Regions from separate parts of the Gossypium hirsutum genome. Here region 2 is linked to region 1. A link is a contact called in public Hi-C data. All regions are on one chromosome and are shown on one strand. The core of a region is the stretch at or near the end of the contact, and the rest is flanking DNA. Distances in the headings are between cores, read along the strand shown. Region 1 holds the start of LOC107962901. Region 2 holds the start of LOC107962900 (probable sugar phosphate/phosphate translocator At5g25400).

Region 1 (4,955 bases), core at 1,832-4,331:
AATTTGCCCCTAGACTTTTGCAGAATGACCATTTTACCCCTAAGTCCGAAAATCGATTTTTGTCGAATTGCTTCACATCTTAAGCCTAGCCAAACCCTTTTTACTCTTATAGCAACTCCAAATTCTCACTATTTCACATATTTAACATCTATTTTACAACTTGTACAAAATGGTCCTTTTAGGTGTTTTCATGCTAACACCTTTCACAAAAATTGGTTATAAGACACCCAAGACTCATTTTCTTTCACAAAAACTCAGCAAAATTACAAATCCTTTCATGTAAAAACCCTAAACTCTTATTCATTTTGCAAAATAGTACCCTCATTTGAAAGCTATTGCTCCAAGGGTCTCAAAAGTACAAAAATATTCAAGAAAAGCCATAAAAATCACTTACTTGTAAAAGGAATGAGTTGCTGAAATTTTTGAAGCTCAAACCCCTAACAACGACTAAAAAATCGATGGTAAAGAAGAAAGAGTGAAAGAAAAAAGATGATAGCTAGGCTTAGGGCATTATTATATCATACATTATGTCATCAACTTACCTAATGTTGACTTTTCAACATTTTTACCTCCCATGGCCGGCCAAGCTATCACAATAGGGTCTAATTTCCCTTTAAAGACCTTCAATTTTTATTCTCTAGCTATTTGATACTTTCAACTATCAATTTAGGAGTTTTGCATTTTATGCGATTTAGTCCTTTCTCGCAATTAGACTCGCAAACGTCAAAATTAACTCACCAAAATTTTTATACACTTATATAAACATGCAATGACTCTAAAATAATAATAAAATAATTTATTCAACTCTGAATTTGTGGTCCTAAGACCACTATTCTGACTAGGCCCTAAATCGGGCTATTACACTAAAATTCTAGTAAGGGAGGCTGCATGGTTACCAGGAGCTGTGGATTACAGAATTCAAAATGGTGAGAGTTGTTCTGAAACTTTTATTGTGGCAGATCTAGTTGACAATGTCATAAGGAAATGGAAAGTGGAGTTCATAATGTATACCTTCTATGAAAGTGATGCTAAAAGAATTCTGAGCATCTCTTTGTCAAGGTTCTCGCATGAAGACTACTAAGTGTAGAGAGAGAGGAGGCATCGAGGGAATTCTCAGTTCGCGGTGCCTATAAGTCTCTTTTACAATAGTTTATTGAGCTTACTCATTTATACAACCAAACTGAGCATACAAATTTTTACAAGAAATTATGGGGCTTGAATCTACCCTAAAAACTGAATATTACAATTTGGTGTTTTTAAAAAAAATAATTTCCTACGCTATTTAATCTACAGTATAAAAGATCAAGAAATACAATAATATGCCCGAGATGCATAGGAAAGGTTGAATCCAGAGTACATGTTCTGCGTGATTGTCTTGTGACAAAGGAGATGTGGCATCAATTGAATTGGAATTGGCCAAATTCAGTATTATACATAGAGCTTATGTACTGGGTTACCAGGTTTTTTTTAGAAAAATTCTACCATTCAATGTTGTCTTTTTGTCTGTGCTTTATGGGTAATATGGACTGAAAGAAACAAATTGGTCATGAGGGGCAAAGGAAAACAAGTTTAGCCATAACGAATTTTATTAGGAATTATGTTCAAAAACTAGATGGTTGAATAATTCCATACATGTTCAAAGAATGGAGTTGAAAAAGTGGCAGCCAACAGAGAACCCATTTGTGAAAATAAACTTTGATGCAGCATACAGAAAACATGAAAGCAAATCTTGCTCAGTGATTGCAATTAGAGATTCTATGGGGCGGGTATTGAGTTTTAGGGTTGAGTTAAATGATAATGTACCCTTGGTGTTCGCAGTCGAGGCTATTGCATGCGTTCAACTGGGCCTGGATCTGGGGTTTACGACAGTCGAAATTGAAGGAGATGCCCTATCTATTGTAAAAAAAATACACAAAGGAGGGGTGATAAATAAAAAATTTGTGCTTATATTAGAGATGGGCAAGGGCTGGGTAAAAGATTTCAAACCTGTCAATTTAAACATGGGCAAAAATTAACGAATTGGGTTGCTCATTTGCTGGCTGCAATAGGTCTAAAGAAAGGGGATCGATGCTTGATGAGAAATGGGTTTCCTGAGTATGTTAGAGAATAAGTGGAAATGGATCATAGGGGATAATGTTTTTGGTCTGGGTTTTTTCTTAGTTTGGCAAGTTGGGGGACAAGAAGCATATAGAGAAGAGAGATGAAATGGAAGTCGGATGGTTTCTAGTAATTGGAAAAAAAAAAAAGATAAATTATTGAGGGGTTACTATCTAGTTGTTGGATCACAGGAGTTGTGTCGCATTAATTGCTTCAAGAGTAAGCTCCTTTCTTTGTTGGATTATTGGGCTGATTGGGTTAGCCCAACTTTATTGTTTTGCCCGTTTGTTGCTTAAGCTTTATTTTTTGATTAATTGAATAAAATTCCAAATGATATTTTAAAAAAAATAAAAATAAAAAAGTGACCAACACTTAACACATATTTGAGGGGTACATATATATATAATAGGGGCTTATATCCAAGTTATAAAAAGAACATAGTGGGGATTAAACCAGGTAATAGAAATCTAAGGAATGTTGTTGGATGGAGAAAGTTTGCTGCACTCTTTTTGGCACGAGGTCGAAGAAGACTTCCACCGCCATAGCTTCCGCCTCCTTTCCCTCCTTTCTTCTTCTGCTCAATAATTACTTTCTTTTCTCTTTGAACCATCTTCAAATGAAGTGCTTCATGCCAACCCTTGATTGTTTTTTCATGTCTATCCAAAAAATCTGCATGGAAAAAAAATTAAATGGGTTTATTAAATTTCGTGATCTATTTTCTCCATTTACAAAATTTAAAATTCTTTTTTCAATAAGAAAAAAAAAAGAATACTTACCTTTGAGTTGTTTTTCCTTCATCGATTGCTTGAGATCATTGACAGTAGCCTGTGATGGTGAGATGAAAGCTGTTTCACTTAAGAAACATACAATTATGAAAATGATCCATTGAGAAACCCTTCTCTTCATTTTCTTTCCACTAGCAAATTTTTCCCCTTGGGCTACTTTTTTTTGGCCCTTTGAATTGTTTCTTTAATTAGCTTTGATGCCCGGTATTTATAATAAATCATTAAGGAATAAAGCACACATTATTTTATTTTCAAAAGATATGCTTACAATGTTTGATTAAATCATGGGATAAAGCTACTTTTAAATGCTCATGCATGTGATCGGGTACTGCTCAAAAGGAATCGCAAGGCAACTACGGGACAAATGAAAAGCCATTGTCGGGGAAATTTTTAATTTATATAACTGGTATCTTTATTTTGAATACTTGATAATAATTAAATCATGTTATTTTTTAATTAAGAATTCTAATTCAATGATTTATATAATTATTATTTTCCTTCAAAATTTACTTATTATTATGTTTATATTATGAATGAAAAATTGTTTTTGAAAATAATATGATTGTATAAATATTATTTGGTATTAATAGAGGTGGAGAAGGAGAGGGATAGTGTTGAAAGAAACTAATACGTTTATTTTAAAATTAATAGTCAGATAGGTAAATGAAATTCAGAATGAATGCTTAATATATTAAAATTTTGAGTGGAGAGAAATCTCTTTACTAACCGACATCGGAACTATTACATGTCCAATGTCCAATATTGAAATAATTTCAAAGGTTTTCCTTGACTTTGTTCGTTTTAACAAACAATTCGAAATGCCTCGACTCTTTTAGAATAGATTCGAGTCAAATAGCAATGATTCGAAACATTTCTTCTTATACTATTTTGAAAACCCAAAGACTCAATTGTATGAATATGTAAAATATAGGATTTCTAATCCTAGCTGAAAAAGGAGGGAAACAGATACTCAATTTAAAGTGAGTAAATAAAATTTCATACTCGATCTCATAAATACATATAGAATTATGTGAAAACTGTATTCAATAAAAGTATTTATAGGAAAAATAAGAGCTTGTCTAACCAAATTCAAATTGACAAAGATATAATAAATATATTAATCTTGAATTTTAATTTGAGATATTAATAGTGTGAATAGAATTATTTAAAATTTTAAATATAAAAATTAAATGTCAAACTTTAGTTAATAATTTTTACTTTATTTAAAGTGTATATTTTAACCGAAGTACATAGAGAAGGGGGTGGTTGATCAGCCATGTCCGACAAGGTTAAAGAATATATCTTACCAACTTCGAGGAATGCCTTTGCCAGCCTGGAAAGTAAAAAAGAATATACAAATGAAACCTTATTTTGCATTCCCAAGAACCTAAAAAAATGAGAAAAACTCTAATGGGAATTGTTTGTTCACCCCTTCCTAAGGTGACTGGTAATTTTGAGATTAAGGTAATTACTATAGTATCATATTTTTAAGTTTATCGATATTCTTTTAAATATTTTTTATATATGTAAATAAATATAATAAGCTTAATATCATTTCATCCTTATATTAATTTTGATTATTGTATCTCATTTACTTTCCTTCCATCAAAATTGTTTCCATTAAAAAAAATCTGATTTGATGGTTTAAGCCGATCGAACTCAAATGCCCGAATGCATTTTTTATTTTTCTCTTAATATTAAAAGATTTCCCTTGTTTTTTTCTTTATTCGTTTCTCTTTCTTCTTTCCTAGTAGAAGTTCAGCTTTTCCAGCCGAAACTTTAGGTGCACGAAAACTATCGCTAGCACTCACCATCGTCGTCGTTCCTCCGACCAACCACGGTGAATATTAGAGACCCAAGGGTTCCAATCCATTATGCCCAACCAAATGGTTTGTATGGCTCTTCATGATTTCATGAAATCATGTAAACTCGTCTTTAAGAAAATAGTTCTTCTAATTAGAGGTGTGCATGGCCGGGTTGGGCTGGGTCCAGACAAAATTTCAAGTCCATTTTCTAGGCTCGAGTTCAGTTTGGCCCGAAATATGGGCCTAAAAATTTGTCTAAGCTCGATCC
Region 2 (4,955 bases), core at 1,011-3,510, 150 kb after region 1:
GAGAAGAAGAAACCATTGGTGAAAAATTAAATGAAAGAAAGAAAAAGTAAATTAATTAATAAAAGTTTTATGTTAATAAAAAGTAAAAGAAAATTGAAAAGAATTTAAATTAAATGATTTTTCCTTTTATAGTAACCGTGGCGCAAGTATTAATTAGGTCGAAAAAGGTATTTGGTTTATAATTTTCAAATTTAGGAATCAATTATGTAAAAAAAAAAAATACCAATACAAAACTTAATTGTCAAAATAACAATCTCAGCATCAATATCATAAGAACATAATCAAAGACTCCAATTTGTTCTTCTCTATACAAAAAAATACCAACTTTAAAAAATATTATGCTACATCAAATTGTTTGACGTGAGATTAACTCAAAAAGGAAAAAAGGGTCTTAGGACTGAAAATACATAATTTGAAATTATCAAACCATAGTAGAGGGCTTAAGTCAGCCAAAACCACATGGTACAAGGGTCTTGTATAAAAATTGACCACAAACTCAGTAACTGGATTATTGTCAAAATAACAATCTCAGCATCAATATCATGCCAACATACTCAAATCCACAATCATATTCAAAGCATCATACCAATATAGGTGTAAGAGGAACATGCCAAAATTACACCGCCTAAGCAACACAAAGTAGCATAAATGAATAAATTAAGGATTAAAACTCCAAGAATGAAACATTTGTCAACAACACAAAAAGAACAGACAATGGAAGCCAAAAAAAAAAAAAAAACAAGATACAGGGCCTTTGAGATTTCATCTTCCTCTACTAACCTACATTAACCGGTGCAATAAGAAACAAATATGATCTCAAACCCCTGATGTTTTTACTAAGAAATGGCCATAATAAGTAAACCTAAAAAATAGAAAGAAACAACATAGCAAAACCCACAATGCATTATCCCCTCAATGTTTTTTGCCATTGAATACAAGCTCTTTTTGGATCATATCACCAAAATATCTCCCTTTAGCCCTTATTTGCAACATCCCTTCCATATTTCATAATCCTAATATGAAGTACGAACCATGAACTGATCTAATCCTGAGATTCACTGCTCTTACCACTTCCTTCACCTTCTCTCTCTTCCAACAATCTCCCACCTTCTTCATCTGCTTGTGCAGTCTTCTTCTGTGCTTCTTTGGCCTTCAAAGCTTGTAACTTTGAATGATTATAGTAAGCAACACCCAAAAACGCCAGTCCATACCCAAACAAGTTGATGGGTGTCACGGTATCCTTGATGACAGACCAAGAGAAGGCAATCAACAACCAGTCCTTGACAACCCCAGCTACATTCATGGTCAAAGCAGAGGTCTTTCCAACAAGTAAGAACACAGCTAGGTTCAAAGCAAATGCACATATAGAGTTGGTCCCAAAAATGACGAAATCGAAATGGAAACTCGATGTTTCTTTCAAAACTGGGTACTCAACGAAAACCCATGGGACCAAAAGGAAAACAAAGCAGCATGGAGCAACGTAATATAACGAAGTAATGGGGTTCAAGGTGATCCCTTTAGAAGTAAGCAAGATTTGGATCATGACCAACCTGGTAGCCTCAAAAGCAACAGCTCCCAACTGCAAAATCACTCCCCAAGTGTCGAATTTAGCTTCCCCATATGCTGCGATGGCGACCCCAAAAGAGATTGACAACATGTTGACCATCGTATCGTTCTTGTACCCTTCTTTTTTAAAAAGGACGCCGATGGAATACACGGCGACGGGCATCAACGCTTTGAGCATCTGGATGAAGGAAACGGACAAGTAAATGTAGGCGGAATTGGAGAGCCAGAGGCTGAGGGAGTAAAGAGCGCCGATGGGGACGACGGAAGAGAGGTAAAGGTCTCGAGACATGGAGACGGGCTCGACGACTTTGAAGACCTTGATGAGGAGGAAAGCAAGGGAGGCACAAAAGGACATGTGGATCATGGTTAGAGAGATTGGGAAAGGCCAATTGTACATCTTCTTGTCGAGGATGTACTTGTTGTAGACGATGACGGTGAAGCTGAGGAAGATCCAGATTGCTACGTAGGTGTAGGAGAGAAGGATCTTCTTGATGACGCCGTCGCTCAATGAACCGCCTTTACCCATTGCTTGTTTTTGGGGTTTTGAGAGGTGCCCGGATCGGAAAAAATGGTGGAAGAATTGATCGGAGATCGGAGATCGGAATGTGGGGGGATTTTTCTCTATGTGGATGCTGAAAAATCAAGATTTGATTTGTTTTTTTTTTTTAATGTAGTGAAGGATGTTATCTTTTTTGTTTAAGGTGTGTTTTCTTTATGTTGATGGAATGGGCCTCTTTATGGGCTTTTTTCTCTATAGTTTGATACCATTTCCCTTTTTTAATTTTAAGATCCACTCAAAATTTTGACCCCAATAATTTAAATTTAAATTCGATGCAATTATTTAAATTTAAATTTTCATCCCATTAATTTAAATTTAAAATAAATTTAATTTAATTTAGTTATAAAAATTCAATAATTTGAACTTATTTAACCTGAAAATGACCTATCCTGAATGATTCATACCGAACATATCTAGATACAAAAAAATAAATTCGAGACAAAAAAACTCAAATTACCTAAACTTAAAATTATTTGAACTCAAAACTAATATATAATTGAGATAATCTAAATCCAAATTATTCATAAATTCTCTAATCCTTAAACTAGAGGATATTGAACTCTTAAGCACGCATAAACTCATGATGACCTCTTACTTATTGCAATATCAATCACAAAAATAAAAAATTAAAGATCAATTTGAACCGTGGTGTTTCGATGATTTGTAGGATACAAGTTAAAAAACGTGGCTCTTCGAATTAAACAGAGCTGAATTTTTTAATTTAATTGAATAATTAATTTTAATTTTTTATGATTTTAAATTAAATATTTTATATTTTAAATAGTATAAATAACTTGATTTTTTTATATAAAAATATTGTTTAAAGAAATGCAATACAAAAGTTATTAATTAATTTTATTTACTTAAAAAATTATTAATTTTTAATAGCCATGAAAAATACTTTAAAACTAGTTTAAAAAATTCAAAAGTTACAAAATAAAACTCACTTATCAAAATAAGTTAAAAAAAAAAACTCAAAACTCAAATTTTATATGAAAAGTTAAGAATCAAACTTATTTGAATTAACATGAACGATTTAAAAAAAATGAATTGAATTGAACTAAACTCATTTCTATGTGCTAACACTCGGTGGACAAATTTTATTTCATTTTTAAGAATTTATACTATAAAAATTTGACTCAATTAATCAGAATCGGATCTAACTTAACTTAATTAAATCATAAAAATTTAATAATCAAAACTTAAACAACCAAACTTAATGCATATTAATCCTCCTACCAATAACCGACATGTAATTCCATACAAAAAAACCTCTTGCATTTGAATGTCAGTCAGTGCATTCCACAACAAACCACATTTAAAAAATCTTACATAAATAATATAACAATATTTTATTTATTTTTCATGTCAGATGTTGGAAAAAGATCAACTTCGTTATAATCTATTCACGTTTTAATTTTGCTTTTAAATATTTACGGCTTTAAATTTTATTTTTATTACTTTTACACAAATTTATTAATTTAATATTAAATTCTACACCAATTTTAACTTTTTCACTTATTAAAATTTTATGATTTCGAAAAAGAAAACAAATTTATGATCACAATTACTTATCTTCTCATATATTTGGTTATAATTTAAGTTGAAAAGTTATTTTTTAAAATAGATATAAAATAGCATATATTTAGTAGCTCAAGTTTAACCCTCGCACTGCAAAAGTCAGCAAACTAATTTTTTTTATATTAATTTTTCTTTTTGCTATTACTATATGATGTTTAATCATATTAAAAAAATGTATTTTGAGAACTTAAGGAAATAAAAGGAAATTTATAAATGTCCCTCCACCGACAACTGAAAGGACTTGTGACTGTTAATATAATCAAGTAGTAATGATGATTATTGATGATTATAGTACCAGCCTGTAAATCTAACTACCTTTTTGTCTGTCCTTTTTATTATTTAAATTCCTTTGGCAAAAACAAATTAGTATAGAGACTACACACGACTGATGTCAATACTTAAAAGTAGAGAGAAGCCATTATCTTTACTTACATGTTTTTGCCGAGCATATCTCATCTGAACCTGTCATGAACGTTGGTATAGCTGATCAAGACAACTCATTATCTGAAGCGTATTATTGCTTTCTAGTTCAACTCCTCTAAACGCCTATCGCAAGCAAACCAGAGACCCTTGTACGCAGCTCGGGCTTTAACTTGAAAAGTCAACAATCCTTGAACCTTCATAGCGAAACCAACCAGCCACTCACCTACCAACTCTCGAGCAACCCCTCTGCCCGACCGCTACTCGAGAACGCCCTGTTCGTGTTGGCCTTAAACCAGCCCACATCCGACGGGCGCTAGCGGTGATGAGTGATGACTTGCCTAGCCACCCGATAGCTGTTCATGCAGACTCATGTTAGCCATGCTACGCGCCCATTCAACAGTCGACACCACTAACTCATCTATGCTGCTGCTGGAATTGCGGAAAACTAACTCGTTCCGGCTCTTCCAGAGGCGCCAGCAAACAATGCCGGCCATTCACCATCCGTCCATTCTATGCTGCCCCTATTCTGCATGTTCCACCGAAGCCACTCCTGCAACGAGCCATAAAAAAGCATTCGTCCATGACCCAAGGACGATGGAGTGCCACACCCCTTTCGCAAAGTGGCAATCCCGAACAACATGCATAGCAGTCTCTGTAGCAACCCCGCACCAAAGGCAATGCACATCCTCAGACATACCCCTATGAACCTTTACCACGTTCGTCAGTAAACAATCATTCCACAGCAACCAAAAATTATATATTTATGTATATATATACATCTTATTATAATATTAATAATAACCAACGGTACAGTGATAAGATATTT

Evidence for each region. Hi-C and Micro-C count contacts between places; a contact is called where the count stands out from the background.
Region 2: a Hi-C map of leaf shows a contact between it and region 1, with 2.5 times the contacts expected there. The contact joins the promoter of LOC107962900 here to the promoter of LOC107962901 in region 1. A contact is called at or near these places in 14 of 34 Hi-C or Micro-C datasets (anther, callus, hypocotyl and 2 more).

Annotation. Positions count from the first base shown.
Region 1 is chrA06:36,786,233-36,791,187 of Gossypium_hirsutum_v2.1, forward strand. It overlaps LOC107962901, which reads right to left and starts at 3,082. Exons shown (of 5, transcript XR_005928630.1): 1 at 2,874-3,082; 2 at 1,987-2,766; 3 at 1,012-1,893.
Region 2 is chrA06:36,932,775-36,937,729 of Gossypium_hirsutum_v2.1, forward strand. It overlaps LOC107962900 (probable sugar phosphate/phosphate translocator At5g25400), which reads right to left and starts at 2,261. Exons shown (of 1, transcript XM_016899453.2): 1 at 641-2,261. The coding sequence starts at 2,092. The coding sequence ends at 1,043.